Regions from separate parts of the Anser cygnoides genome. Here all the other regions are linked to region 1. A link is a contact called in public Hi-C data. All regions are on one chromosome and are shown on one strand. Each heading gives the region's core, a stretch centred on a gene start, on an enhancer-like site or on the middle of the called end of the contact. The rest is flanking DNA. Distances are from core to core; before and after follow the strand shown.

The links. Hi-C and Micro-C count contacts between places; a contact is called where the count stands out from the background.
Region 2: a contact with region 1 is called in a Hi-C map of liver, with 17 times the contacts expected there. The contact joins two enhancer-like sites. A contact is called at or near these places in 2 of 7 Hi-C or Micro-C datasets (both in liver).
Region 3: a contact with region 1 is called in a Hi-C map of liver, with 4 times the contacts expected there. The contact joins two enhancer-like sites. A contact is called at or near these places in 2 of 7 Hi-C or Micro-C datasets (both in liver).
Region 4: a contact with region 1 is called in a Hi-C map of liver, with 15 times the contacts expected there. The contact joins two enhancer-like sites. A contact is called at or near these places in 2 of 7 Hi-C or Micro-C datasets (both in liver).

Annotation. Positions count from the first base shown.
Region 1 is chr2:94,260,518-94,267,044 of Taihu_goose_T2T_genome, reverse strand. All of the region lies in intron 1 of PTPN3 (protein tyrosine phosphatase non-receptor type 3), which reads left to right. Among named protein-coding and RNA genes, the nearest start is that of PTPN3, 56 kb to the left of the region's middle. Within about 2 kb of position 5,009, at least 2 of the 3 cell types and tissues checked have open chromatin away from gene starts, as enhancers often do. A contact at or near this core is called in liver, where this site is marked.
Region 2 is chr2:94,498,400-94,505,223 of Taihu_goose_T2T_genome, reverse strand. All of the region lies in intron 3 of MOCOS (molybdenum cofactor sulfurase), which reads left to right. Among named protein-coding and RNA genes, the nearest start is that of MOCOS, 75 kb to the left of the region's middle. Within about 2 kb of position 3,678, at least 2 of the 3 cell types and tissues checked have open chromatin away from gene starts, as enhancers often do. A contact at or near this core is called in liver, where this site is marked.
Region 3 is chr2:94,107,407-94,114,383 of Taihu_goose_T2T_genome, reverse strand. No RefSeq gene overlaps it. Among named protein-coding and RNA genes, the nearest start is that of EPB41L4B, 88 kb to the right of the region's middle. Within about 2 kb of position 2,788, at least 2 of the 3 cell types and tissues checked have open chromatin away from gene starts, as enhancers often do. A contact at or near this core is called in liver, where this site is marked.
Region 4 is chr2:94,002,227-94,009,427 of Taihu_goose_T2T_genome, reverse strand. The region is part of intron 1 of EPB41L4B (erythrocyte membrane protein band 4.1 like 4B); the gene reads left to right. Among named protein-coding and RNA genes, the nearest start is that of EPB41L4B, 17 kb to the left of the region's middle. Within about 2 kb of position 2,442, at least 1 of the 3 cell types and tissues checked has open chromatin away from gene starts, as enhancers often do. A contact at or near this core is called in liver, where this site is marked.

The sequences.
Region 1 (6,527 bases), core at 3,760-6,259:
GCCTGAATGGAGAGGATTTTATGGCAGAATGTATATTTGTTACAGAACAAACTGAGCATGTTAGGACAAAGCTGTGAATGGTGGGAAAATGTATACTTTTAAGACACTTTGAGGTGAACAAATCCTTTTTATGTGTGTTTGGCTTTTCAACCTACTGTTTTCAAAATGGCTGGTGTTAGTGGTTTGCCTTCCTGAAGCAAGGCGTTTTGGTTTCGCCCCAGCAGCTCATTGCAGAAATCATTCAACAGTCGAAGTACGCTTCTGACTTTCCCTGTAGCAGTGTGCTGGCTGGGCTTTCGAATTTTGCCAAGGAAATTCTGCTCAGGAAATGGCTCAGGAAATACTCTTAAGATCTATGTTAGCGTGGTGGTATCTTTGTATATAAGAAATGAAATGTGTGTAGTACGTCAGAAAACGTGAAAATTTAGACCCGGCTTTCAGAATGGAACTTCATTGTCTCTTACTGGAGGTAACAAGTCCTGTAGGCTGCTTTATGGGAAAAATAGACTTAAATATTCAATAATCTTTTGTGCTCTTCTGTCACATACTTGCATGTGAAATTAAATGTAGGGACTGCTTGGCTTGGTTATGATTTGGGTTGAGCTTGGATAACAAATTTTGGGTACTGCTTGGAATGCTTAACTTTGCAACCAGAACCTAGTACGTGTATATGAGTTTACTTCATAAGCCTGTTTTAGAATAACTTCTTCTCCCTTAACCCCTGAGTTATGCTGTTGCTCTTGGACACTCTTTTTCTTTTTTCTTCTTTCTTTTTTTTGAAAGGGGAAACCATGGCAGTTGTCCCAGCTAGTAAAAAAGCATTTCAGTAGGGAAGAAACAGTTACAAGGTCAGCATTCCTCGGATGTGAAAGCCTTCTATTTTTTATCTCCTATATTGTTGCTGTTGACTTTTTTTTTCTTTTTTAAGATCTTTCTCTTCCTTTGCATCTGGATCAGCCATACCTATTTTTTTCCTGGCACCTAACCGTTTTAGGACCTGTTATTTAATTTGGGAGTAAGGTGTTTCTATTCTGTTTGCTTGTGAGAAGAGATGCTCAAGGGAGATGTTTCCTCCTCTTTCCTGACTTGTTAGCATAATTGCAGCCACTGCAGCCTGTGTTCAAGCAGACAGCACTGCTTCAGGCGCTGGCATGCTGTCACCTTTCTGCATTGATAGCTGGATTTATAATTAACGACTGTTTGCACAACTACAAATAGAATAATTTAGGTGACAGCTTCCCGTGGCGAGGAAGAAAGGAAGAAAAGATCCTCAAACGGGCTAACCCCGCAATAAAGAAGTCGCCTGATTGAAATGCCTGCTATTGCCAAGTAGTCCTTTTTCCACAGGCAGGGAACATGCAGGATTCGTTTCGGGCTCGCCCTTGGCAATAAGAAGCCGGCTTCCTCAGTGAGCACGTGTCCTGGTGTGCAGCGGTATGGGGCAGTCAGATCCTCCACGGCACCCCTCACTTCGGTGATTAAAGCTGTTCTGGGGAAGCTGGCAGCGCGAGGAGGTTTGTGGTGCTTGTAAGCAAAGGGTGCTTGCAGAGGTTTGCCTTGCCCAAGCAGTTGTCAGAGGAAAGAGCCCAGCTGCAAGTGACCTTTTTCCAAACTTCAGAACAGGTGTTTTGCCAAGAAAAATAGGCAGTTCTCTATTTTTATTGCTCTTAAGTAATTGTCACCTTCAGGTGAGGTATTAGTTGACTGTAATATAACAAATTTATTTTTTTATCCTTTCTTCCTGTCATTTCCTTTAGTTTAGCTTTCACTTTTATTCCAAAAGATACAAAACTTGTTTGGTTGTAAACATTTGGAACCCTTTCTTTACTATGTTTGTTATAGGAGGTATATTTTGATAATGAATTCCTTACACTTGGTAACAGTAGAGTTGAAGAAGAGGGATTTGGAATAAACTTAACAGCTTGTGGCTGGGCTCGTGAGTTAACCTCATAAAGGTGCCACAGCCTTATAGGATCTTCTTACTTCAGCTGTTTTGATACCCCGTTCTTTGCCTTCCAAACAGTTGTCTATTATTATTACATTAATAATACTTTCTATCAGAAGCAAGTTGCAGTATGACTCCTGACTGAAACCTGCTCAAGTAAGAATGCACATTTTTTTTCTTTCTTATAAGCTCAGTAGGTAAGGCTTGTAAGCTTTCTTGCTTACAAGCAAGTAGTGTAATGTTTTCACAGTATTGTCAGCTTTTTCCCTGATTTAGTATTGATCACTTAGCATTCTTTTCATGGCAGGAGGAAGGTAGCTTGATAAACCGTTACGTGTTTAGTTTGGATATTAGGAAGAACTTCTTTACTGAAAGGGTTGTTAGGCATTGGAATGGACTGCCCAGGGAAGTGGTTGAGTCACCATCCCTGGAGGTCTTTAAGAGACGTTTAGATGTAGCCCTTAGTGATATGGTTTAGTGAAGGACTTGTTAGTGTTAGGTCAGAGGTTGGACTAGGGGATCTTGGAGGTCTCTTCCAACCTAGACGATTCTGTGATTCTGTGTTGAAATGAGTGGAAGCTTGGGGTGAAGGAAAGTAATTAGTATGGTGTAAGATGATAGTTGTGATTATGCTCCTGGATGGAGCTACCATCTCTGCTCTTCTGAGCTTTCCATTTCCTTCTCTTTCAGGGGATGGTAATAAGGTGGAGTTGGAAAAATGGTCTGGAAGTGTTAGAAGTGAATGCTGACAAAATATTTTATGCTTCAGCAGGTCAAACCTTTGTCTGTTTGGAAAACAATAAGCTAAGATCTTTTTTTAAGTGTAGTAGTGTGTTTGGCACAGAAGGTAATGCCCGTGTCTGGTCACTGTGAGTCAGCTGTATGTACACTACATATTTGAGTAATGTTGTAGAAAAAGATGACAAATTGAGCCGTAAGAGTGCCAAATAATTGAATGAGATGCATCCAAGCCCTTACCAAACTGCAGATAATACTATTTGACTAAGACTCGAAGGCAGTGCTGTCGAGGAAACAAATTCAGGCTCAGCATGAAATCATACTGTTGAATCTTTCTGAAGGGAAGCCCACAGAAAATGCCTAAACTTCAAAGGATACTTAAAACAACAAAACTGTTGGCATTTCACAGTAAGTGGTCTGTGTCAAAAAAAAAAAAACAGAAAAACAAAAAAACACTTTTTTTCTAGTGTTGTTACTAAGAATTTGTACAAATGAAAACATCACCTATCCTAAATCCTTTATTTTTTTTCCTGGCTCCGTTCTTCTAGCTCGTTAGGGACAAACTTTCTTCATCGTGTTAAAGATGCAAGGTAACTCCTTTCCACTGTCTTACCTGATTTCTTCCTCTTCTAGTCTCTACCTTGCTACTGTACTTTTGTTGCTGTTTACTTTGTTCCAATCCATCCCCTTATGCTTTAATTCATCCTGTACTTGGTTTCATGCCTGATCACCTGCTTATTCTACTTGAAATCCCTATACTCCTCAGCACCTCTGCTAATCATTGATTCAATTGACCTTATCAGTTCTGGTGTAGATTTTCATTTGAACATTCCCTGATACAATGCTTTTAAAACTTTAGGAAGGAGAACCCCCCTTTTTTTTTTTCATGAATGCAATAAGATTCAAACCAGGAGGCATTCTCCTTGTGTTTCCTCCTGAAGGTTTTGAACTGCATTTTAGCCAGTGCTGTGTCGTGAAGCTCCCCCAGACCTCCCTTTCATGTTGCTGATGTGCTTCTCTGGCTGCTTTTCCTTTGCAGGTGCTGGACAGGCAGCCAGCCCGTGACCACATTCAGTCCCCAACAAAACTGTTCTTCCACTTACTTTATCTAGTCTTTCCCGTGGCATTTATGTTTAAACTCTTCCTGCTCTTGACACGTTGCTTCAAAAGGGGGAGTGTAAGTTACCGCATGAACTTACCCTGGTTGAAGGTTAGACACCTTACATATCAATTTCAGTGAAATTTGGGCTAGATTTGACAGTTAATCCCTATTACTTGCTAAAGCTGACTATTTTTTCTAGTTTTTGCAAGGGACAAAGTTCTTTAGGTGAAATTTCTAGGGTTTATTAATAGTAGAAAAGTGTGTATGGCCTAGGCCAGAGTTTGTACTTTGGTTCCAAAGATCAGATGCGGGTTGAGTGCATTCATCATGTGTAAATATTGATGGCACATTCAGAAAGTTCTTGTGGGCAAGCAGATCACTTACATGGTCGTGACAAGGTACATTTTGCACTAGGAAAGCAATTAAGGTTAAATAAACAAAGCTGAGTATTTTTATAGAGGTGTAATGTAGGGTAGACAGTCTGGAATAGGGGTCGTTAACTCTGTTGCTGATCTTAGCATAAGCTTAAATATTAGGAACCTGTATAAAGGTTTAGCTAATAGCTTTTAAAATAAAGTAGCTAATCTACTTTATTCAGTTATTGAGGCAAAATGAGCTTGACAGCATTGTTTGAAGAATTGATTTCAAATTAACTTGTCCTTTAAAGCTCTCATGCCAAGCAGTTCTTTTCAGGGAAATGGGCTTTGGCATTGATTTGCCATAGTGATTGCTTTTGGTTGCTTGACTAGAACCGGGAGTATTGTGTTTTCAAGTACTTCTTGTTTTCATGCCTTTCCTTTAAAATGTGCTTCTGGTGTGTTGCAGGGTTACAAAGAAACACAAATGAGAGAGCGTTGGTAATTCTGGACTTGTGTGTTATTTCTCAGCCTAGCTGTGACTGTAGCCCTGACCTGATAAGGTGCTGCAGTCAACTCCCTCTTCGTCTCTCCCAGCCCGTCCATACCACATTTTGAGGAATTTGCCTATTGCAAGGCATTACTTAACATCACTGCCACGCAGAAGTACCTAACGGTGGGGCAACCGCTGGAGAAAGATTGGATCTCAGCCCCTTGTAAGCAAGCTCTCCCTTTCTGCTCCTGTTTCAGCATAAAGCAGCAAAGTTGGCCCAGTGTCTGCATTCCTCTGTAATCAGTTGCCACAGCATGCTAAGGTTGCTTTGAGGGAAGTAGATAAATATTCTACCTGCCAGCCAGGGATATAAAAGCCGAAATAGGAGGGACTGGGGAATGTAAGATCTACTTGGCAAAATTTGGTGTTCGTGTGTGTGTGTTTGGAAATGCCTGGCATCATCTCACGTGTTAACTGATTTGGAAGCTAAAGTTGGAGGCTAGTTTGTTTGTTTTTTAAACTCTGGAAAAATAGCAGCAGTTGATATGTAGTGGGTAATATGGATGTGTTTTAAAATAAGGAGGTGATTTAATTCTGTAAATTAAACGAGCCTTGCTGTGCATGGCAGCCTTAACAAGCTCATAAAGACAAGGTTCAGGAGACTTGCAGTACTTCAGATAGCAACGAGAAGCTTCGTTACAAATGCTCCGTGGTTGGGTAGCTGCGCTGAAAATGAACAAGGACAACAAAAACCCGAAGTGGGCTTGAATTACTTGTGAATGCACTGTGTGTCAGTGTGATAGCCAAATACAAAGAAGCCCGAAACCATGGAGTACTCCACCGGGAGCAAGCAGGTCCTCACCGAGTCAGCTCTCCGCAGCCGTGCTCTGCCTCGTCCGGACTCCAGCCAGCAACACCACACGTGCAGAGCTTGCACGGCTCAGAGAAGTAAGCCTGTCGGTCTGGTAGCCTCACAGCAGAAGGTTGCACGCACGATAGCTTTATAGACAAGTGCTCTCCGTGCAAGACCGCAGGATCTGTTCCCTGTCCTGTCCTCCCAGGTGCTACCTGGGCCGAGCTGCTCAGTTGCCCAGCCAGCCCCTGCGGCTAAAGCTGCACCAGGTGCTGACCAAGGGACTGCCACTTGACTGTTTAGGGCTACGTAAACTCATTTCTTCAAAGGAAGAACTTGGCCGAAAGACCACCACTCTTCCATACACGGTAGAGGGAAGACACAGGCGCATCTATTTTAGCGTAATATTTTTTGGAGTGGTTTCCTCGTGGCACAGCATGCTGTGGTCACTTGGTGCGTGTTAGTCTTGTAGGGTGATGAAAAAATTACCTAACTGGGATGTAACGATATAAATGTTTAGATTTCCTTGGTCTAAAACATACACTGTTTAAATGCTGATGGAAAAACGGAAAGCACAGAGTGTTTGCAAGCAAGAACATGTCCAGTAATTTGTTTACTCTAATTTCTTCTTCACCGTGTGTAGGAATTGCTTTCTTTTTAAAATGTGGACAGGCTAACATGTGCAGGGGTCGGACAGATTGCTGGCTATTTTGGGTGGCAGTGTTGCTCCTTGTTTTGTTTGCCTGTCCTCCTTTTTGCAGGAAGGGGACATGCACCAGCTGTGTGCAATCAGTGCCACTGCAGGTCCTGGCAAACACTTCGATCCTGTTAGGCGATAATGAACTGATGCGATCCTGGGTGCTTTGAAGTCTTTGCAACAAACACCCCCCCACGCAGTCCTCCCCCCAGAACCCCAAAGTGTGCTTTGGTAAGTGTGAAATACAGATTTGTCAGCTGATCATAAACAGGGAAGAAGATGAGAAGACGAAGCAGGAGCAGTAGCAGAAAACCGTTCTTCCATGACGATTGTTTACAAAGTG
Region 2 (6,824 bases), core at 2,429-4,928, 240 kb before region 1:
GTGAAAAATATCTAAAAATCATTTTTAGCATCTAGATATCATGACTTAAAAGTAAACCTATTTTTAGTTTCTCATTCGGAGTGAAATAATGATACCACTGTTGGTCATAAAGGAGTGCATCGTTGTAGCAGAAGTGTATTTTTTCTTCCATTGTAATGTTGCTGAGGGGTACATAAGAGTAACAGTGAGATTAATCCTCATGAGAACAATAAGGATAATGAAGCTGGCAATGATTTTCATATATCCATATGAAGTTTTAGGTACTGGATACAGCAGATACCACAGGACTGTAAGTTGGTTCTTTCTCTTAAATTGTTGGTCAATGAGCTTTGTTTAGGGAGGACACAGAAGAAGCTCCAGTTGCTGATATCTGTTCTTCTGCATAGCCTTTCAGATCTTGTAAAGCTTTACAAGTATTCAGGAGTAATTTTCTCTTTATTTATATGCGTAGCTGAAATTATTTTTCTCAGTGTGCATGCACACAGAAACATATCTAAGCAAAACAAGATTTCTTTTGATTTTGGTTTGTGCAGTCTGCCTTGTAGTAAAGTGTTTTTCAAGGCTTTGCTATAAACCTTGTTGATTCTGCAGGATATGCAGGGTTTCCTGGGAATCGGGAGGAGATCAAAGCTATCCCTAAGTTCTTCGGGGAATTTAGTTTATCCTGTGTGCAGACAGCATCTCTCACGGTAGGATCCTGTGGGTGAGCAGAGCCTCTTGTGTGTTACAAGAATGCGAATAATTAAACAGCAGCTATGACCTGTGTGTCTGCTCCACCAGTTTGTGGTGAGAGGAAGTGAGATTTTCGGAGGCGCTTTTAAGCTTTTTAGCAGTGGTGGTTTTTTAAGCTCTATTAGCCTTATTTGTCTATTAGCCTTGCAGTTGTATGTTAGATTGAAGCATAAAGGCAATGGAAACTATTCATAATTTTCTAAAAACTTGTATTTTTGGCATGATTATTAGAAGTTGTGGCATTATTTTGATAAAGATTAACCTTGGAAGTTATGTTAAAAGAAATGTGTAGGCACTGAGATCTTAGATGAAATCTATGCTGCAAATGGGAGGAATATTATAAGCACAGCAGGTTGCCCTCGCCAGAATCTCTCTACCTGTAAGTGTTTCTTAGAGACCTCCACAACAGGATGTTCATGCAAAGAAAGGAACAAAAAGGCTGTGCCAAAAACGTTACAATTCTGCTCAATAGCTCTTCCCCAACTGCCAGTCTGCTGGCATTAAGAGGAGTAATAGTCCACTTTCTTTTTGCTGCTTGACCTGTGGTCAAACAAAAATAATCAGTTTGGCTCAGAAGTGGATATAGCAGTATTGGATTACTTAGAAAATTGTTGTGCCATTTAAGAGATTTGAATAATCTGTAGGGGTTGAGGAAGAATGAGTGATGCGTGCCAGGACCTTTTCGTCTAAGGTCTCAGTTCAAGAAGTTATTCAGATACGTGTGTAATTTTAGACAAATTGAAAACAACGAGGATTCTTAAGCATCGAGACTTGAAGACAAGCTTAAATACTCTCCTGAACTGAGGCTTAAGCACCCAATAAATCTGCAGCGATCCTGTGGTGCAGATACCTCATGTCAACACTCCCTTGCTAACTTTAGCGAAGTGCTCTGGGTACATCTGCTGCTTCCAGTGAAAAGCAGACAGCATTTGAAGTGATGGCTGTTGCTGCAGGAGTTTTCTGTAATAGCTGCCAAATGGGAGGGAGGAGGGGGAGAGAGCAGCAGAGGAAGCAGAAACATTTCTGTCTCAAGGAAAGAAACAAATCAATCAGTAGCTGTATGCAGAGAATTGGGGAACCTGCCTAACATCTGTCAGATGAAAACCTGATACACTGCAGCAGAATTTGCTTTATAATCAACCATTTCAGGTGCGCTGCCTTCCGAGAGGCATTCAGAGAGCTGCTTGAAGTTCTTTATGTGCTACAAGGGTGGGATATTAGCAAGAGTACATCTGCCTACGTTTGAAGTGGTATCTTAACAAGGAATATCAACTGAGCTAGGTATCTTCCATGTTCTTTTGTGAAGCTCTTGTGGCGGCATTGCTATAAGCAGTGTGATGCTTTGGTATAAGCGGACCCCTAACCAGAGGGTACATGGAGTACACTAAAACTGCTGGTGGTGGCTTCAGCGGGAGACAATGTTTTAGAGGGAGCTCTTGGAAGTGTACAGATGTTGCCCGGCTCATGGTAGTGTGCAGAAACACCCCTGTGACGTGGTGAGCACCCTGGAAACAGGGTGTCCGCTGGTGAAATCCCGCTGCTGTCAGTGTCTGCTGGGAGGGAGCTGATGTAACCTTTTTGATTTTGGCTAGCAGGAATGAAGAGATTAACGTTTGTATTGCTAGACACTGAGAACAGAGAAACCGGCGGGCACAAAGCAGGGGTGGCCCTGCTTCCAGCTGCAGGAACCTAACCAGAATATGCTGTGTTTTTCTGTAAGGACAGTGGGCTAAGTAATACTGTAAGATACGAGGGTGAATCCCTGAGTGCCGATTCCCAGTTCTCCCCCCTTGCTGCTGAGCCTGGTAGTGGCTCTCCAGGGAGCAGCAGGCATTAAGTAACCCAGATGGGAAGTGGCCAAGGCCACCCTGAGCCACCCAGGCTTGTCACTGTCAGTGCAGTGTTAAATGAGCTGGGGGTCAGCCTCTTCTCACAGGTAACTAGTGATAGGACTAGAGGGAATGGACTCAAGTTGCACCAGGGGAAGTTCAGGTTGGAAATTAGGAGACATTTCTTCTCAGAGAGAGCAGTCAGGCATTGAACGGGTTGCCCAGGGAGGTGGTGGATCACCGTCCCTGGGGGTGTTCAAGGAAAGGTTGGACGTGGTGCTTAGTGACATGGTTTAGTGGGTGACATTGTCAGTAGGGTGACGGTTGGAGCAGATGGTCTTGGAGGGATTTTCCAGCCTTAGTGATTCTGTGATTCTAGATGTAGCGCGAGGATCACCGACTTAGTGGGAGACATCTGCACATTTTGAGTTGAAGTCTGCCTGATGGCAGACCAACCACAACAGAGCGAGGTTTATGCCTAATATTTTGGGATAATAAAGGTATTTGCTTTCTCAAAGACTTGGTGCAAAAGATTGTCACAATACCTTAATTTTTATGTTTCTGTAAAACTATTATTATGCAAGGAAAGGGCAGAGTTACAAAGGCTGGTGTGATCTAAGAATGAAACTGTAAGTTTAAAAAATTGTATGCAGTTCTTGCCCTTTTCAAAAACTTTTTTTTTTTTTAATCATGCATAATGAGGAAAAGCCCAGTAGGTCTATAATGTCAATAAAGAGCAACAACTTGAAATATCTTCTACATTTAATTGTCATTAAATCACAAGCAAAGTAGATTAGGAAAGAGCACTTCTGCTTTTTATTGTGGGCCACTTACTGCTTCTGTCTCCTTCTGCTAATACTCACAGGAGACATCCCTTGATAGCATCTCTTAACAATTCGTGCATCCATCTTTGTTTTAGGGGCATGCGGTGCTGTGCTGCAGCCAGATGGTCCAGACAGATGATAAAAAAGTACAAAATGAGACACCGGAGCACTCATCTCCTGCTGCCCTGTCACATTGAACAAACAGTTAATGAAATCTGAAATTGTAATAGCTAAAAATACATACTTCAGTATGGTGGACTTTCACACATCCCACTGGGATTGAATTGTCTTTTAAATATGGCTTTTGCAGGAAAGTTGCTGAAATCCCTGCCTTTCGGTGTCCATTTCTGGATAAATTCCTAATGAGCTGGGCAGAGAACATAATTATTGTGATAGGAATTTTCTTACATTTTACTCTGGAAATTGCCCACAAAAATTTGACTGTTCTCCAGTGTAGCGTGTTATTCACCAAATAATTTCTTCTGACATTCTTGTTGCACAGATTTTGCAATTCAGCGCTTGAGCCCTTTGATGTGACATAGGGTGAATATTAAGCTCCTGCCTTTGGCTTTTAGAGTATAACCCTTAGAATCAGATTTCAAGTGTACAATTGCAAGTTCTGTGTTTACTTTCCGAGAACATTCTGTAATCACTCAAACTCACAGCACATTTGCTGGAATGTTTGCAGAAAGCAGTGTGCAAAGGGCACAGACATACAGATCATGAATGTATTTAGAACTCTGAATAAATATTCATCAAATCTATTCTGCGCTTTTCATTCTGTTCCTTGTGATATTAGATGTTACCAAAGCTAATATCAAAGCATCAGAGATGTGACAGATCTTCAGAAAGAGTGCTGAAATCATAATAGGTAGAGTTTAAAAGTACACAGAGCAGAGAAGGCAGTAGATTTTATCTGAGAAACCTTTGTACAGTAAACATCTTGGAATTCTGTTCTCCTGCTTCACGGCTGTAATTCAGACCTGATTTTGCTGTGAATAAGTCCAGCGGGATCAAGCCCAGGACTCTGGAGGACAGCTTTGGTAGATCTCTCAATCTCTGGGCAGGTCTTACTGCTCACATCCTGTCTGGTTTCTGTGTGACAAGAGATGACTTTCACAACAGCCTATTGGAATGTGATGGTGCAGAGTAAAACAAAGGAGGTTGTTGTAATGCCTAGTTTTTGTGGAATGTATTTTTTCAGCTGTTAATAAAACTTACCTATTTTGATGAATTTGTAGAATGCTTAGATTCACTAATGCAAGAGGGTTATAGGTTAAATCCGTGTTTAGCGTAAGATTTATTCACTCAATTACATTTTTCCCAAAAGGGTTTCATCACTGTACAAGGTAATACATGAAAGTACCCAGGCTTTCGATTTAGCTTGAATACACTTTCCAGACTTTGAGATCCCAGCAGCAATAAATTTTAGACCGTATTTTTTCTTGAAAGTTAATCAAGGGTAGAGCTTTGTGCAACTGTGAGGATGTAACAACGCTTGTGCCCCTACACGTGCATAGGCTGATAGGAATTGCATCAGTGTTGTCACAATTATTGATTCTGCTGCAGTGTGCAAATTTAGTAGTAGTAACAAGAAGAATAGTTACCCCCTTCCTTCAACAACAGATTTAAGAAATCTTGAAACTAGGAGAAAGATTTTAGTCTGTGCATGAGCAGAGTTTGTGCACAGATTTCAGGTGTCAGCTGTGACATTACTTCTTTTTTTTGTATCAAAAAGAAGAATTTTGCAAATGTTCTTGATCATCCCATGCCCAATAGCCCTTCAAAGAAGTCAAACATGATGAGGCTTCTCCATCCTATTCTTTTGTTTTATAAAAATCCTTGAATTTAAGAAGTCAATATTATTGCTGTTTTGAAGGCATTACCTGTGGGTCTCATCCCACAAGTTAAGTATTCTGTTTCAGCTGAGCAGGGTCTGTCATCCTGTGCATGACAATACACTGCCTATGCGATTAGCCCTCTGCTCATCCTGAGAATCTCCCTCTGACCTGAGTTTTCATGGGACTTCACTGTGCAGAGTAAGAAGTCAAAAACAGGTTCATAAGTTGCAGTGGTTCACACCAATGATGAATTTGGTATTCAGAATGTTTCCCAGAATATATAGAACGTCATTGTCTGTTCCCACATCTGGGCTGACCATCTGACATCTGGATTTCCTGACCTCTTGGGTCAGGTCTCTAACTCCCAGGAGGCAGATAATGAGGAAAAGAGAGATACAAAGCAGTTTCTGCATTTTCTGGCTCAGGTTTTCTGCCTAGCAGCTCTATAGGATGAGGATGCAGTGTGGAAGGATTATAGGCAATTATGGTCGTTAGTATACTTTTTAGTTACTTTTGATTTCATGACGTTTGCTGCTGCCAGGCAGCACAAAATGCAGAAAGGAAAGGTTAATTAACATACATCCTATGGGGTGAACTTTTCTAATTAATAGTTTTAATTGATATCAGAATTAACCAATGGAATATTTAAATATTTAAAATGGCATTAGTTACTCAGTTGATGATTTCCGTGCCCATTTTGATTTGAACAATGTTCCTCAGACAGCACAGGACAGATTGCAGCAGGTTACAGAATATTTCTCTCAGCTCCCTCTCGCATACACAGTGTCTTGTTCTTAAGTTTGATGTTTTCTGTTCATTTTGTAAAGCAGTGGCATTTATACAGAGGTTTCCTGGTGCTAACGTGTTTTAAGTTTTCCCCTCAGCTGTTTTCGTTTTACGATTCTAAAAGTGCCACTTGTGAGCTCCTTAAAATGCTGTTGTTCCTCGTCTCCTAACGAGTTTGCCAGGGATTGCAGCCGGGTTCTGTTTTAAGGCAAGCCAAGAATATCCCTCAACAGCCATTTATGCCTCATTGCATCCATCATGTGCAGAGCAGTTTCTCCCTCAACTGCCAGGAGCAGGGGAAGCACAGTTGTGAGGATTTAAAGTGAATGAAGTGCAACTTGACAGGCAGAAATGATGTTTCCCATGTGAGCGAACACCCATTCACAATTTCTGGGAAATCTTGGGGCTGTTTCAGCCAAAATGCGAATGTGGCTCAGTGCGAACAGTGTGCAGAGAGTGAGCACGCCGAGGCTTTGAAGCCGTAGATCGGCTCAGCGACGAACAACCAGAAAAGCCTTTCACTCCTGAGTGTTTCTGTAGTTGTGGTCACCAGGATGGTTTCTCTGGCATTCACGGTATTTCAAGCTAGCAAGTGATGGGGTAGTCCTCTGTTTTACCAAAGTGTGAGGGTCCTGCAGGTTTCAAGAACCCTTGTGCCAAGGATCACTGGCTCTGCCCTTTATATTATTTTATCTCCCCTTCAAAGTAATAGGAGCTGTTTAATTTTTTTTTCTCTGTAGAATGCTTCAGTGTTCTTCTTAGAAAGGAAAAGCAGAGTTACACTGCTGAGGTGGGCCATCACACCACTTGAG
Region 3 (6,977 bases), core at 1,539-4,038, 150 kb after region 1:
TCAGCATTATCTGTAAGACTCACTTGCCCATTTTCATTGCCTATAGTAAAAAAAGAAGAAAAAGAATGAAAAGATAGTGAATAACAATGAGAAATAACCAGGAGTTTGCCTGTTTTTAAGGACAGTAAAGCTGATAGGCCAAAACATATCAAGGTACCCAACAAAAGGACCAACTCTGCAGTACTACGGGCTATAGTTTGCTAACTTTATGAAGTTCAATAGCCCTATATTAGTTTGCTTGTCTGTTTTTGTTGTTGTTTTTGTTGTTGTTGCTTGTTTGCTTGCTTCATTTTTCTCCAGTCTGAAATTCTCTGCAGCACTGCTCCAGAACTCTGCTCTTTTGGTAGTTAGACACCTTTCATTTCCATCATGCTCTTTTATGGCTGTTATTCTCATATTAACAATATTTTTAGCTGGCTTTTTCCTCTTGGAGTCTGTTTACATTTCAGTATGGAGCGCTGAGCTGCTGATGCCCATTCGCACTCTGAAAATGTGTATGATTATAAAGTAATGTCTACAGTACTGCCTTAAAAAAGGCTATTATTCTCAGATAGGGAAGAAAAAAAAAAAAGAAAAAAAAAAGAAGTTGTTTACAGGATGGTTAGGAGTTATACAGAGACAAGGTACCTCCTCAGGCAGCACACTGGTGCATCTCAAAATGAGTCCATCCAGTCTGCTGGACATTGTCATGTTTGTGCTTCTCAGACAGCTAATATACCACCCTTGTGCTATCTTCATCGCAGTCATATTAACAATGAAATATGTTCCTTGAAAAGATCATCTGAAAAGTAGTTTTCTGCTGTAGAGATTGGATGGACAAAGGGTGCCTCATCCCATGAAAAAGAAAAAAAATATATATATATATATTAATTTCAGTACATTCCCTGTTCTACCCACCTAGAAACCTGCGAATTTAACTCCAATAAGTGAGACTACCTCCTAGCCCAGAACAGCCAGCTACCTCGTGGTCAGCAAACACATCTGAAGGAAAAATACCCAGGCTCAAGTCCCTGCTCTGGCTTGCTGCAATGTCAGGTTTAAACCCAAGTCACTCATTACTATTCAGTCAACCTACTGAGCAGTTCACCCACTGGTCGCCTCGCATGTGCTCGGAGGCCTGAGCACAAATAAGAGCACGAATGACTTTGCAGCGAATGTTTCCGTTCGGAGGAATCCTCATGAATAGCTCTGTTGTCAAAACAGTCTCAGCTGGCGTCTGACGAGCGACTGAGGAGCTTTTAGGCAAATGCGTGCAAAAGTGTGCACCGGGTGGGGGCTTCAAGCGTCAGATGTTGGTAAACATTTTCTCTTGTAAGTCAGGAGGGAAGCTGATTAAATGCCTGAACCTACGGTGTGTGGAGGGCCCTCAGCTTCCTCCAAAGCTGAGCATAAATGAGACCTGACTTGTGATTTCCTGGGGGAGAACCAGCCTATGACAAACTACTGGTGGTTTTTGTATATGCAAAAAAGTTGCATGATGGCAGGTGAAAGGAAGCAGCCTGAAGGCCAAGTGTCTGTGCCTGTGGTCATGCAGGCCTGTGGTCATGCAGGCCTGTGGTCATGCAGGCCTTTGGCCAGATCCACATTCATTTATGAACCACAAACTGAAATCAGTAAGAGCCCTTCCTGGGCAAAGCTGGAGAGCAAAGTCATGTCCTAGCTACACAATACTGCTGTCTTCACGCACAGAATCATAGAATGGCTCAGGTTGGAAAGGGCCTTAAAGAGCATCCAGATCCAACCCCCGTGCCATGGGCAGGGACACCACCCACCAGATCAGGTTGTCCAGGCCTGGTCTTGAACCCCTCCAGGGATGGGGCATCCACAACCTCTCTGGGCAACCTGTGCCAGTGCCTCACCACCCTCTGACTGAAGAATTTCCTCCTGACGTCTAATCTAAATCTCCCCTCTTTTAGTTTAAAACCCTTGCCCTGTCATTGTCTGCCCAAGCAAAAAGTCGCTCTCCATCTTTTTTAAAAGCACCCTTGAAGTATTGAAAAGCTGCAAGAAGGTCACCACAGAGTCTTTTCTTCTTCAGGCTGAACATCCCTAGATCTCTCAGTCTTTCTTCATAGGAGAGGTGCCCTGAGGTTGCCCTCTGATCATCCTGGTGACCCTCCTTTGGACCCGCTCTAACAGCCCCACATCATTCTTGTGCTGGGGGCCCCAGACCTGGACGCAGCACTCCAGGTGCGGCCTCACAAGGGCAGAGCAGAGGGGGACAATCACCTCCCTCCACTTGCTGGCTGCTCTTCTGTTGATGCAGGGTGCACTTGGCCTTCTTGGCTGCAAGCACACACTGCTGGCTCATGTCGAGCTTTTCATCCCCTAGGAGCCCCAAGTCCTTCTCTGCAGGGCTGCTCTCAATGAGTTCTTCTCCCAGTCTGTGCTCATGTCTGGGATTGCCCCGAGCCAATACCTGAGAAGTATTATTTTTCCCATTAAACTGCACGGTAAATAGTAATGTCTAAGAAAAAGAACTTTTTAGCTTTTATTTTTCTTTCATTGAATATGAATTCAAAAGCTAAATGATTCTGGGGCAGTGTTTGTGTTGTAAGCTCTCTGCAACGTTTCTTGACATTGATTCATTAATGCTTATATAAAAGTATAAATTTCTGCATGCAATGATTTAGGGACACTCAGCTTAAAATCACAGCTTTACTAGACTTTTTTTAAAAAAAGTGTTTATTACTGCAAATAACACTTAACTGGAAGACATTAAGGGGGGAAAAAAAAAACACACAAAGTTTTTCAAATTAAGTATTTCATTATATTTTGTACACTGTTTGCTACTTGCACCTGCCAGAAGTATAGGAACAAAGCCTGTTTTGAAAAACAGCAATGCCCAGCTCATGCTGTGACTGACAAAGAACCAGAGGCTTCCCTAAAACCGTTTCTTAGATTTTAATTTTAATTTAACTGTACCCTTAAGAGAAACAAAAGTTCATTTGTTCCTGTACTAACACTGTTGAACAGCTATAACACAGCTGGAACAAATATGTAACCTGACCTGCTATTTGTGTTCATAAAAGAAACCCTGAATTTGCATAGTCCAAAGTCATGATGGGACATTGTCCTGACTGTGTATTTTCCTGTCCCAGTAAACAAAACACAAGACTTTTTATAGCCAAAAATATTGCTAAGGTAATAAGAGTTTGTGGAAGCTGCAACGAGAGAGAGTTTAGAAACAGAATAATTAACCATGAAATTATGATCTTGGCCAATAAAGAAGTGCTGAGATTCATTCAGCTAATTTCAGAGGCTTTTCTCATGGCCATTAAAAAGACAGGAGAAAAGCAATCTTATCTTTCATTTCTCCTCCCCCTGAGCAAGAGAGTGATTGCCATTACTTTCAGAGCTGATTTGTCTGTAATTACATTCATTGGTAAAAAGATAAGAAAGTTTGGGTTATAAAACTGAAATAACAAGCAGGTTTCTTTGGTGTCAGCCATTCACAGCAATATTGCAGCACGGATTTTTATGCAGAGATCAAAGCCCGGAAAACCCCAGCAGTTAATGCCAAGGAGGTGTGGTACGAGGTCTCTGTGGCGGTGCTTATCCCACAGCTCAGTGGCCCGACTGCTGCAGAAGCACCTGGAAATTCACAGGAGCCTGAATCAACTGTGGTTATTTTTAATATATATTTTTATTATTATTTTTTCATCCTGGCTGATCTGAAAATCACAGGACTCTGTGATTAGACCTGTGGAAGCTGAATGTGTGTGTGGGTGCTCTGAACTATTCACAGTGGCCGTGGGCTGCAATACAGGAGTGGGTGAAGTTTTTGCCGCAGAGGAAAAAGCATTTCAAAAATGGTAAATAGCTTAAATAGAGACCATGCCATCTTTGAACATTTTTTTGTTCCCTGAGAAATGCACTTCAGCTTTTTATTTTGTGAAATGTCTGTCTTCCAGGCTATTCTGTAAAGTGCTTTTTCATGGTTGAATCATAGGAAGTTAAAATTAAATATGCTACTGCAGAAATTAAAAAGGTAGGCAAGATGAGAGAGCTGAGGAGGCACAAAAGTGTTGTGTGGTGGACAAGAGTTACAGCAAAAAAAGCCTCTTGACCTGTTATTGATATATCCAAGTGCAGCAAAAGAGGCAAGTCCTGGCTGGGAACAAAACGTGAGGTATGGGCTAGGGCTGATCTGCATCTGCTCCATGAAGGAGCTGTGCACAGCTTGGAGCTGGATGCTAAAATAAAAGTCGAAGTATACTAAGAGAAATGCAAATGTGCTTCTTGGGGACAGAAGATACAAGTATGAATAACTTTTATTTTATTTTATTTTATTTTATTTTATTTTATTTTATTTTATTTTATTTTATTTTATTTTATTTCTGGAATACGCTGGTTTAGAACTCACTTTTCTCATTGGATGATGAAAAATTGTGTTTAGTAAACACTATCCCATTCACAGATAAATTCTGCATTCAGTTTGAGAGAAGAGCCAGCAGCTTTCCAGCTGCTGGCCAATTTCTAAACACCAGAGGGGAAGAGCATCACTCGCAGCTTCTGAGCACATTACGCACTGGCGACGCTCTATGGCAGGTCTATTTTAGTAAGTGACAACTGGAACATGAGTAACAAAACGCCTGCAAAGCATGGCTTCACTGTGATCAGAGCCTTTTCCAATTGTTCTTATAATTCAGGGGAAAAAGAAAAGCAAAATTGAAAAACAAAATGAGGTACCACATGGAATTAGTAATGTATTAGACACAAATAGCCTTGGTTTATTTAGTTCTCCGGATGATGCCCTAGCAATCTCCAAAGGCCTAGTGCTTGACAGAGCTCTTCCAACGTGCAGCTCTTGTGTTGGATAAAATTTGAGCTTGGTGCTCTGTGGGCAGATGATGGGAAGTCCTGGGCCTGGATACAAAACTCCCCCAGACCCATTAGGTCATGCATTAACATGTGAGGGGCTCGCACAAAAGCCCATGAGATGCCTCGCGGCTGGGGACCACCAAGCGCTGTGTGTTCCCCAACAAGCTCTGACAGGCTGTACCAGTGGGCAAGACAACTTTGGGATGGATCTGCCCCACGGTCTTGTGGTCTCTGTGAGCAGTATCCTGCATAAAGCCCTGCCATGGGGTTAACAAATGGATGTGGGGCCATCTCTACAGCCTGCAGGAGCTCTGCATTCGCATGGCATGGTGGCCCCGCGGCCTAGGCAAGAGAATGGCTGCCTGCAGGAGTCGGCTGCCGCATACAGTGCCTGGGCCTGGCCGCTGCCAGAGGCGAAGGACCACAGGGAATAAAATATTAATTTAAATTGTATTTGATGAATCTTTAATGCAGCGAGACCGATGAACTGAAGGCCAAAGCTACTTTTGTTAGAAGACAGAATTACAATGTTTCGCAAAACGAAGCTGAAGCTGGGATTTTGAAGAGCACAGCTCTGTGCTCTGCTCCAGTGGCAATACTGTGAGTCACTCTTTTCAGTGAATAATAGCCCCGTGTTCCACTCTTTGGTACTTTCACATAATTTACATTAATTTGTGAACACAGCTCTCTTGTACTGGATAAGCTGCTTATCAAGGTGACATACAGCCATTGTAGCTTCGCACAAAATCTGTGACAATTAGAAGATTTTCTATTTTACCTATTTTCATTCTGAGAAAGCTAAATGTGGCAAATGATGATACAATATTGACCTCTCTGTGAAAATAAATGTAATTCTGTTTGAAGAATAGGGTGTACTTTACACATGAAGAACATGACATCCTTTTTTTTTAACTACCGTTTCACAGACCTACAGTTAATATGCAATCTGAAATAGTTCCTGTTGGCAAGCATCTTACCAATTTACAATATTTTTTTCCTATGGAGCCAGTAGCAAGTCATATCCTTTCCTTTAAACTGTAAAGCGTGTGTTGAAATAAATAAGTGGCCGCACCTCTCCTGCACTATTCTAGTAAGAACAAAAGAAGTAAGTTGGAAAGGTTGATGTTATAGTTACAATTTTCTTATTATTGTTGCTTATTTTCTACTTGATTAACTAGAACTGTGCAAGTTGGGAAAGCAGATTGCAGCAGACTATGTAATTTCTCTTGCATGCCAGCTGCAATACAGAGATCTTTTTTCTATTACTCTTCTACTAGTTAACATTGTTAAAAATATCTGTCCTTAAAAAACGAACAAACAAACAAAACACACACACACACACACACAAAAAGAGCCTGAAGAGTTTTTGGTTGGCTTACACATCTGTATTCCACATCCATGTGAAAGCTTGGATTTTTTGATTATGAAGCCCTTACAGAAACCATCAAGACACATACACTGACTTTGATAACAAGAGGAAAAGACACTTAGATCACAGTCTGAATTTTCCAGTGTACTATACTGTTATTTTTCACAAATCCCAAAATACAGTGTTTGGCCTTTTCTGTTACTAACAAAATCAATAGGACCCACATCTCCTAAATACACTTCAGTTTTCTTAAAAACAGAGAGAAAATGGGGCATCCTGGAATTAGCTTGGCTGTGAGCTGCACGGTAGCTGTGAAGGCAGAGCACAGCCTGTGAAGTTTCCACACACCCATGGCTGCCAGGCATGACTGTTCATTCCGTGTCCTGTACTGCACTGATGAACTTCCGACTTTATTTCATCCTTTAATTTTAATTTAACTGTCATTTATGTATACGCCTAGTGTCTCACGGTCTCCCAAACGAGTTGTTGCTGACACATTCATTCCCTGTGAGCTGCAGGTCCTGCTGCCTCCTTCGCTCCATCCTCTCCTCCCTGTCCCTGAAGGCAGGGTGCCCTTGGCCAGCAGCTGATCTGAGACTGGGGAGCTGACTGGAAAAGCCAGGACACGGATTGGGTGTGTGTCTTCTACGGCTTTAAAATCTTGTGTTATCTTCTGATATCAGTGAGGGTGGAGAGAGGGACATTCGAGACTAGCACCCATACACACTCAAGCTGGTCACCCATTTAGATTTATTATTAATGTTAACGTTTTCTCAAGCTGCCA
Region 4 (7,201 bases), core at 1,193-3,692, 260 kb after region 1:
ATCAGCAAGACCCATCATCTCTTGCTACTGTGCCAGTTTTGTAGGTTCAGCAGGAGCCTAACTAGTTAATTCTCTCCCAGGGAAGGCCGGTGTGTGTGAGCAGAACACCTCAGGATTGCACTGAATGCTGCTGCCTGGGTGCTTTCCTCCTTTCCCTTCCTAATTGTTATAATTCCCCCCATTTTTTAATCTACCTTTTGTGGACTACACATGTCTATTTTAGGAATGCTTGTTTCTGTCAGGTTGTCTCATAGGCTGTGCTTTGAGAATACAGGTGTTTCCTGAGCAATACGAGCTCGGAGTTCTTGGCTTCTTGCTCCCATCCTTGTGCTGCTGGCAGACAGCTGCCCTTTCAGCTGTTTGTGAGGCTGTGCTGAAAGCCAGGTCAGGGATCAGATCCAGGTATGTTTCACTCTAAAAATAAATTTTTAGAAGAAGTGCTTTTACAGCATTGAATGGCAGAAACTGTTTTTGTTAAAGGTACCACATAACTAAGGGACTAAGCGATAGAAGAAAAACCTGACAGAGGGCATGGGAGCTCTTCAAGGCAAAAGTGTTATAAAAGCCGCTGTGTTGTTGAATTGAGGGTTGAGGGTATAAATAATCACTTTAGGAATGGTTCATTCTTGTACTTAGTGCTCTTACAGCTGGATCATGCGAGTGTTCCTCACCTGCCCTAGCAGCCAGCCAGGTTAGGGTGACGTGAACAGGGAATGCCGTGTTGCTGCAGCGGCGGGACTCGGTGATGGAGGTGGAAGCAAGTAGCTTGAGCTAGGTCTGCTAGAGCTGATCAGTGCCCAAGTCAGATGTCTAGCAGAAGCCTATTATTCTAAGGCTCCTTATTGTCATTATTAAATAAATGTATAGTCTCATGGAGGAAGAAATTAGACTTATTTATGAGACTTAATTTTTTTTTGAAACCATTGAGTAGTTTAAATTAGGCTGCTGTCATTTAATTTATTCCTGACTGGACCCAGCTGTCTCTAGTTTTTATTTTTTGGAATCTAATAGGGAGACAGAATTGATGAGAATAATAAAGCTGATACTGAAATTAGAAAGATTCTAGGAATTTAAGAGAAGGACATTTTTTTCTAGGCTCCACATGCGGAATTTCAAGCTGAACCAGGGCTGAAAAGACTATTTTTTAATGGTCATTTCTTGATGCGGATATCTTGTGATGGAGTACTTTTCCTATACTCCTTAGCCCTTTGAGACTGGCTGCAATTCCTAACCTATCAGCGATCCACAAAATTGAAGTGGTCCGAGTTTAATTATAAAACTTTATTTGCGGATATTCCAGAAATGAGTCTTGTTGCCAATACAAATAGTCACTATTGATTGTGAGAAGCGGAAATATACCAAATTTGGATTGAAATATCTAATTCCTGTTTTTTTTTTTTTGTGGTTTCTCACTTGGAAATTAAACTGTGTTTGACTTCATGGTGAATTTTCCAGATTAAAAATTGTCATATTTGTTGAAAGAAATGTGGCTTAAGAATGTGATCTAAAACAATGCTTTTTCTAAGAAGTAGGTAGAGCATTATTTATGTCTTGAAATCACAAATGGACGGTTCTGAATCATGGTAAGAAAGTTCCAGTGGAAAATGCTTTTTAGTTCCAAATCCACACATTATATTAGACAGATTTCAACTGGAATGACAACTATTCTAAACATTTGAATAAACACATTCTTTTTTTGAACACAATTTTGCCTTTTTTGGGGGGGGGGTGGGGAGGAACCAGTAAAATGCTTGAGAAGAGTCCCCAGCTCTCCTGGTGCTTCCTTGCCTATCTACACGTGCCTCCATGCATCTCAGGTGAGGGGCATTATTGCACTGGAGTCCTCTGTATGACACTGTGCAGCTGTAGGGTGACGGGGGCGAGTTGGAGTTCCTGGTCTGCAAAGCCAAAGGGTGAATGTATTGACCAGCTTTCCTGGGTGAAGGTTTCAAGTTTAAGATCCATTTATTTTAAGTTGTAGGCATTGGCGGCTTCTCTTGTGATGCTGCCAAAGCTTCTTTAGAGGTGTTTTACAGTCTGGGTAGTAAGGTGACAGTGTCTGTAATCCCCTCCTGGACAGAAAGACTTGAGGCTTTGATAAACAGCTGCAAAGCGATTACCCGGAATTGCCTGCGGTGTCAGTGCCTCCAGCTGTCTTGCTTTGTGACTAAATTGGCAGAAGGATGTGTGCGCCTGTATCTTAGCCTGCCTGCTGAAGACCCAGATGAGATTAAACCATGAAGTACTGCACTGCAGTGCCCGAGGTAAAAGCGTGTTTCGTGCTGTGGAGGGGTGATCTCTAGCAGCCTCCCGGGAGCCTGTGCTGCGTGCGGGGTACTGCTCTGTTCGACAGCTCCAGCAAGATTTGCCAGCCTGGGCCTCCGCCTTCACAAGAAGTCTGCTCTCGTAGCGTGCCTCACCCGTGAGGAGTCCCCACATCCTTCGTCCTGTGCTGCCGTGAGCTGACTGCTCGGCTGAGCAGCTCGACGCCCGTAGCGTGCCGGATGTCACAGGAGCCGAGCGCTCTTCCGGCTCTCAGGAGCTGGCAACAGTGGTTGCTTGCCCTGCTGACTTCTTGGTACGATTTTGGGCAGCTCGTTCTGCATCCATTGTATTCTTCTTTAGGAAATCTTGTCTGGGAGGCCTCTGCAAATGTACCTCAGGAGCAAATTCTGAGTTTTATACTAGCCAAAACAAGATCTCAAGCACTATCTCTTAGAGAAATAGGCTGTTTATCGGACTGATAAACTAAAAAAAAAAATAAGACATGCAGTGTAGATGTCACAAAGCCTCCCGAGTAGCGTAAGATTGAGGAAATTAGTTTAGCTGTAGTACCTTTTTATCTGGACTTTGTTCTAGAAGCAGAATTTCACCTTACTCAAATAACGGAGGTTGACTAAAGGTATTGCAGTGTTACAGTACAAAGTTCCCTTGCTTTAATGCTATCTGTTGCATTGGATTGAAGTGACTATCTAGTGAGAAGCCTGTAGGGTGGAAAAGATGAGCTTTCCTTGTGGAACGCCCTATAAGCTGAAATTAAAAGCTTACAGCTTTTTCCATGGCGCTGATCACAAAGAATTTGGTAAAGAACAGTGCAAAAGCACAGACAAAGCTGATAGCTTACTAAAATATGATTATATCTATACTGTAGCCAATAGGTTATAGGTATTCTAAGTACATATTGGTGACTTGTTAAAGCTACACACTTGTAATCACAGAAAGCTGAAACATTTGTCATGAACTTTTCAAGTTGGAGGATAAAGTCTGGTTTGGTGCTGCCCTGCCCAAGTGTGTGGTGCTTTGTAAGTTAACAGGGCGGAGGGCTGGGGGAAGGGAGGCAATTCCAAATTAAGTTCTCTGTTTGCTTTGAGACTTGATAAATGTTTCTGCTGATCTGGTGGGGGAGGAACTAAGTCCATCTGGTTATGACCATGTGTATGCACTCATTTATGTTTATGAGTTGTCTAAACACACAAATTACTAGTTCATTCTGCCAGTGGAAAACAGGAAGCCTAAATGCAATACTCGTATCTTGCGTATAACATAAATGCTTTAATATACTTCATTTACAAATTTACCAGTCTCAGTGAAGTAGGTATATGCTTATCAATTGGCATTTGGCAGATTGGTTTCTCTCTCCAACTGTTAGATTCAGAGTTTGTAGTTTAGACATACTGGTAGCATAAGGGCTGTCTGCATTTGGGGTAGTGATGATAAAGGAGTCCACTGTGCTGTTTGTGTTTACAACCTTGTTTATATACCCGTGTGTATGCACATAAACTTATATTTGTAGTAAGTAATACATAAAGGTATTACATACATAGACTTAGAATCACAGAATCATTAAGGTTGGAAAAGACCTCCAAGATCATCTGGTCCAACCATTCTACTACACCCTACTACCAATGTCACCCACTAAACCATGTCCCTAAGCACCAAGTCCAACCTTTCCTTATATATGTAATTTGTAATAACCACACGTTAAAGGGTAGGGAACTGATTCATCTCAACAAAATCTCAGTGAGCTTCTTGGTAGATCTGTATTGGCCCTCTTGTACTCCTAAAACCCATGCTAAAAGTGGTGTGTGCTAGGCCATATAGAGTAGAAAGGTACAGTGAAATTCAGATTGCTTCCAGTATTTTAATTGCATCATCTTTAAATGCCTTTTCAAGGACAGTCTCAGTCTGAAAAGTTACACTCCTGTAAGTGCTGTGGCATTGCATGTTGTCAGTTGAATGTTATGTCGAAACACTAAGTTTACCAGAAATCGGGGAGGAGGAACAAGCTCTTTTTTTTTGCCTTCTGTCCTTAAGCTGATCATCTTTTAAATTCAATCTGCTTCAAAAATTAAACTCAACCCAGTTCAAGCTAGACTTCATCCTTCTTTTTAATACTTTCAGCATGAAGTTGACACAGTAAATGATCATAGTATCATCTGAGTCTAAAATTTGCTATCAGCATGACATGTAACCTGAACTGTTAATGGCTTTGTACGTAGGTGGCAGATTGAATAGATTTCAAAGAATATGCTCAAAAGAAGGAATTTTGGATCATGCCCTTTCTTAAAGATACCATTTAAATAGAGCAGTTTTTCAGACTAGTTCACCATTTCTTAATTTTTCTCATTGGTAAGGATGGGGGGGGGGGGAGGTTATCACCACTTTTTATTTGTTGTAGTGTGATTTCTCATTCTTTCTCTTCCCATGTGTTCCTGAGCAGTATCTAAAAGACATGGATGTTCCAGTCTTGATAAGTGTTTGCTGTGGCCATCTCCACAACTTTCATGATGCTGATGTAAGAACCAGCTATTTTAATCTGATAATCATTTTGCATCAGCTTCAACTGTGCTGGCTGATATATTCAAGACTATTAATGTGACCAGGCCAATAGCTGGATTTCTGTGCTCTTATGGCTCTTACAGAGCTCACCTGTCATCCCCAGTGATTGTTCTCCTCACACCACAGTTCTGTGTGCTTCCTCTGAGTTTGAAATGCTCCCTGTGGTCTGGTATGCCGAGCTCATAGCATAGTGTTTTCCACAGGGGACAGAAGGTCACCAAATTGCCAGTATGGCCACTGGGAAACTAAAGTGTGGTTCAGTCAGTCAAGCAGCAGAGACTTTTGTGATGCTCTGAACAGTTGGCACTTTGCTGTGCAGAGTTCATCTACCATTGGGAAAGATTTCATGAGTTGTTCTGCTTAGGCCTTCTAGTGACTAAGACAGTGTCTTGAAGCTCAGTTTAAAAGAAAATTCAAAAGGTGGGTTAAACTGTTTTTTATAACCTTAGTGATATCTGGATTTAACTAAATGGAATGTTAAGCATTAACACATGAAAAGATTAATGGCAAAATACCGAAGTTAGAAAATGAACAGCTTATAGCAATCCATTTAAAGCGCTATGACGATTTGCATTTTTTCTAAACAAAGATGTACTCTTATAGTTGTTTTAAAGGTAGCGATTGCATTAACTCTACTGGAAGCCTGTGCAATTTATTGCAATTTGTTTATAATAGTAAGAAAGCTACAAACTATGTGGCTCAGCATAGTCATTCTTTTTCACATGAAGAATTTGCATGCTCACGCAGCAGTCTTGATGGAAGAATGACATGCCTTCAATTTGCTTCATGACTTCAGGAGAAAAACAACCTAAGATTATCAAATGTGGATTTTCCCAAGCCGTAAGAATTTGGAAGTGTTTGCTAACTTGCATAGAAATAGGTGCAAATGTGAGATGATGGGATTCTGCAAGGCTTTTTATTTTTAATGCATAAATGCTTGGTAAATTTGAATGAAATTACTTCTTTCCTCAGTGATCTTATGTTCACGGAATGCAGTAACTTGGTGGTTTTGCTCTAATAATGCTAAAGTGCACCTGTTATTCCAATAAAACTTCATTATGTATGCTTTGTGACTATCTAATGATCTCTGTTTTGAGTTACCATGACTCATTTGGGGATGGGCTGTGATGACAAACCATACCCATGACACTTGACAATTTTTTGTTTTTTACATTCTCTTCCTGAAGATGTTGTGCTCTTCACGTGAATTTTTAATGACTGTTTCCTGACTTCCTATTTTAATTGTAGGCTGGTGTATTCTGTACTTGCTTTGGGCAAGGGAAGCTCCAAGTACAGTTCTGGGACCTAAAGATATATGGAGTGATAAAAACTTATTTCTAAATCAGTAGAGGAATAAACTGGTAGCAGAACCTAGCACAGCGCTGGGCAAAGTCTCATGTGAAAGCAAACCTGAGCTTGCGAAGGTAATAAGTGATTTTTTTTTAATAAAGTGTTGCTTTTTGGTTTTGCAGCTTGCTTAGTTTGAAGAGAGATGTGGAAGGAGGCGACTTGTGGTCAAAGGCAGACATGCTTTCCCAAAAGAAAAGGATTCTTTGGTGGGGTGGGGGAAAATGTGGCTGTTCTTAGGATAATCATCTCCTATGGTCAAGTAATAGTCTGATAATTTCTGGTTGCCTTTGGTACAGAGATTCTGCAGTAGACAGCCAGAGGACCTTTTCTTTGTATGAGTTGGGTTCAGCTGTCATGCTTGTACTTGTAATGTAGGCTTTTTTTTCTTTTAAATTTTACTCTAACATTAGTTTTTAAATCACGGTTGACATAAGGCTTCTGGATGCTAACAAGAATAGAGCCTTTGCTGTGGAAGGTGTGGTGCAGAGGCTGAGAACCTTGTGTTAATTTTAAATGTCACATGAACGAAAGAGCATTAAAATGAGGGGAAGGACAAAGGCAATAAGAATGTGACTTTGTTGGCTGGCTACAGCATGTGCACACCTTTAATAGCTCTGGATCACAAGCTCTCTGACAGTGATCACCTCACTGTACTGCTGCCAGTGTCATAAAATGAAGCATGACTCGCGCTTCCTAACTAATCACACTGAATGTTACGCTTTGCTAACAGCAAATGCTACAAGATTTACATCTGTAATGTATTTCAATCATGATTTTTGCCTTGTATCCCCTGCCCCATATGGGAAGTGTGAAGTCTGGTAACAAAGGTTTTTCACAAGCACTTTCCTGGACTTTACATTTTACGAAGATATAGATTATGCTGTTATTTTGTTAATAAACTGAGATGACTGCTGTTTGTCTTCTGAAATGAAGAATTCTGGCTGCCCAAAGTGAGCAAGAAGCAAAGTATTTGGTAGGGTGCGTTATCTGCATGAGATGATTACTTTAACAA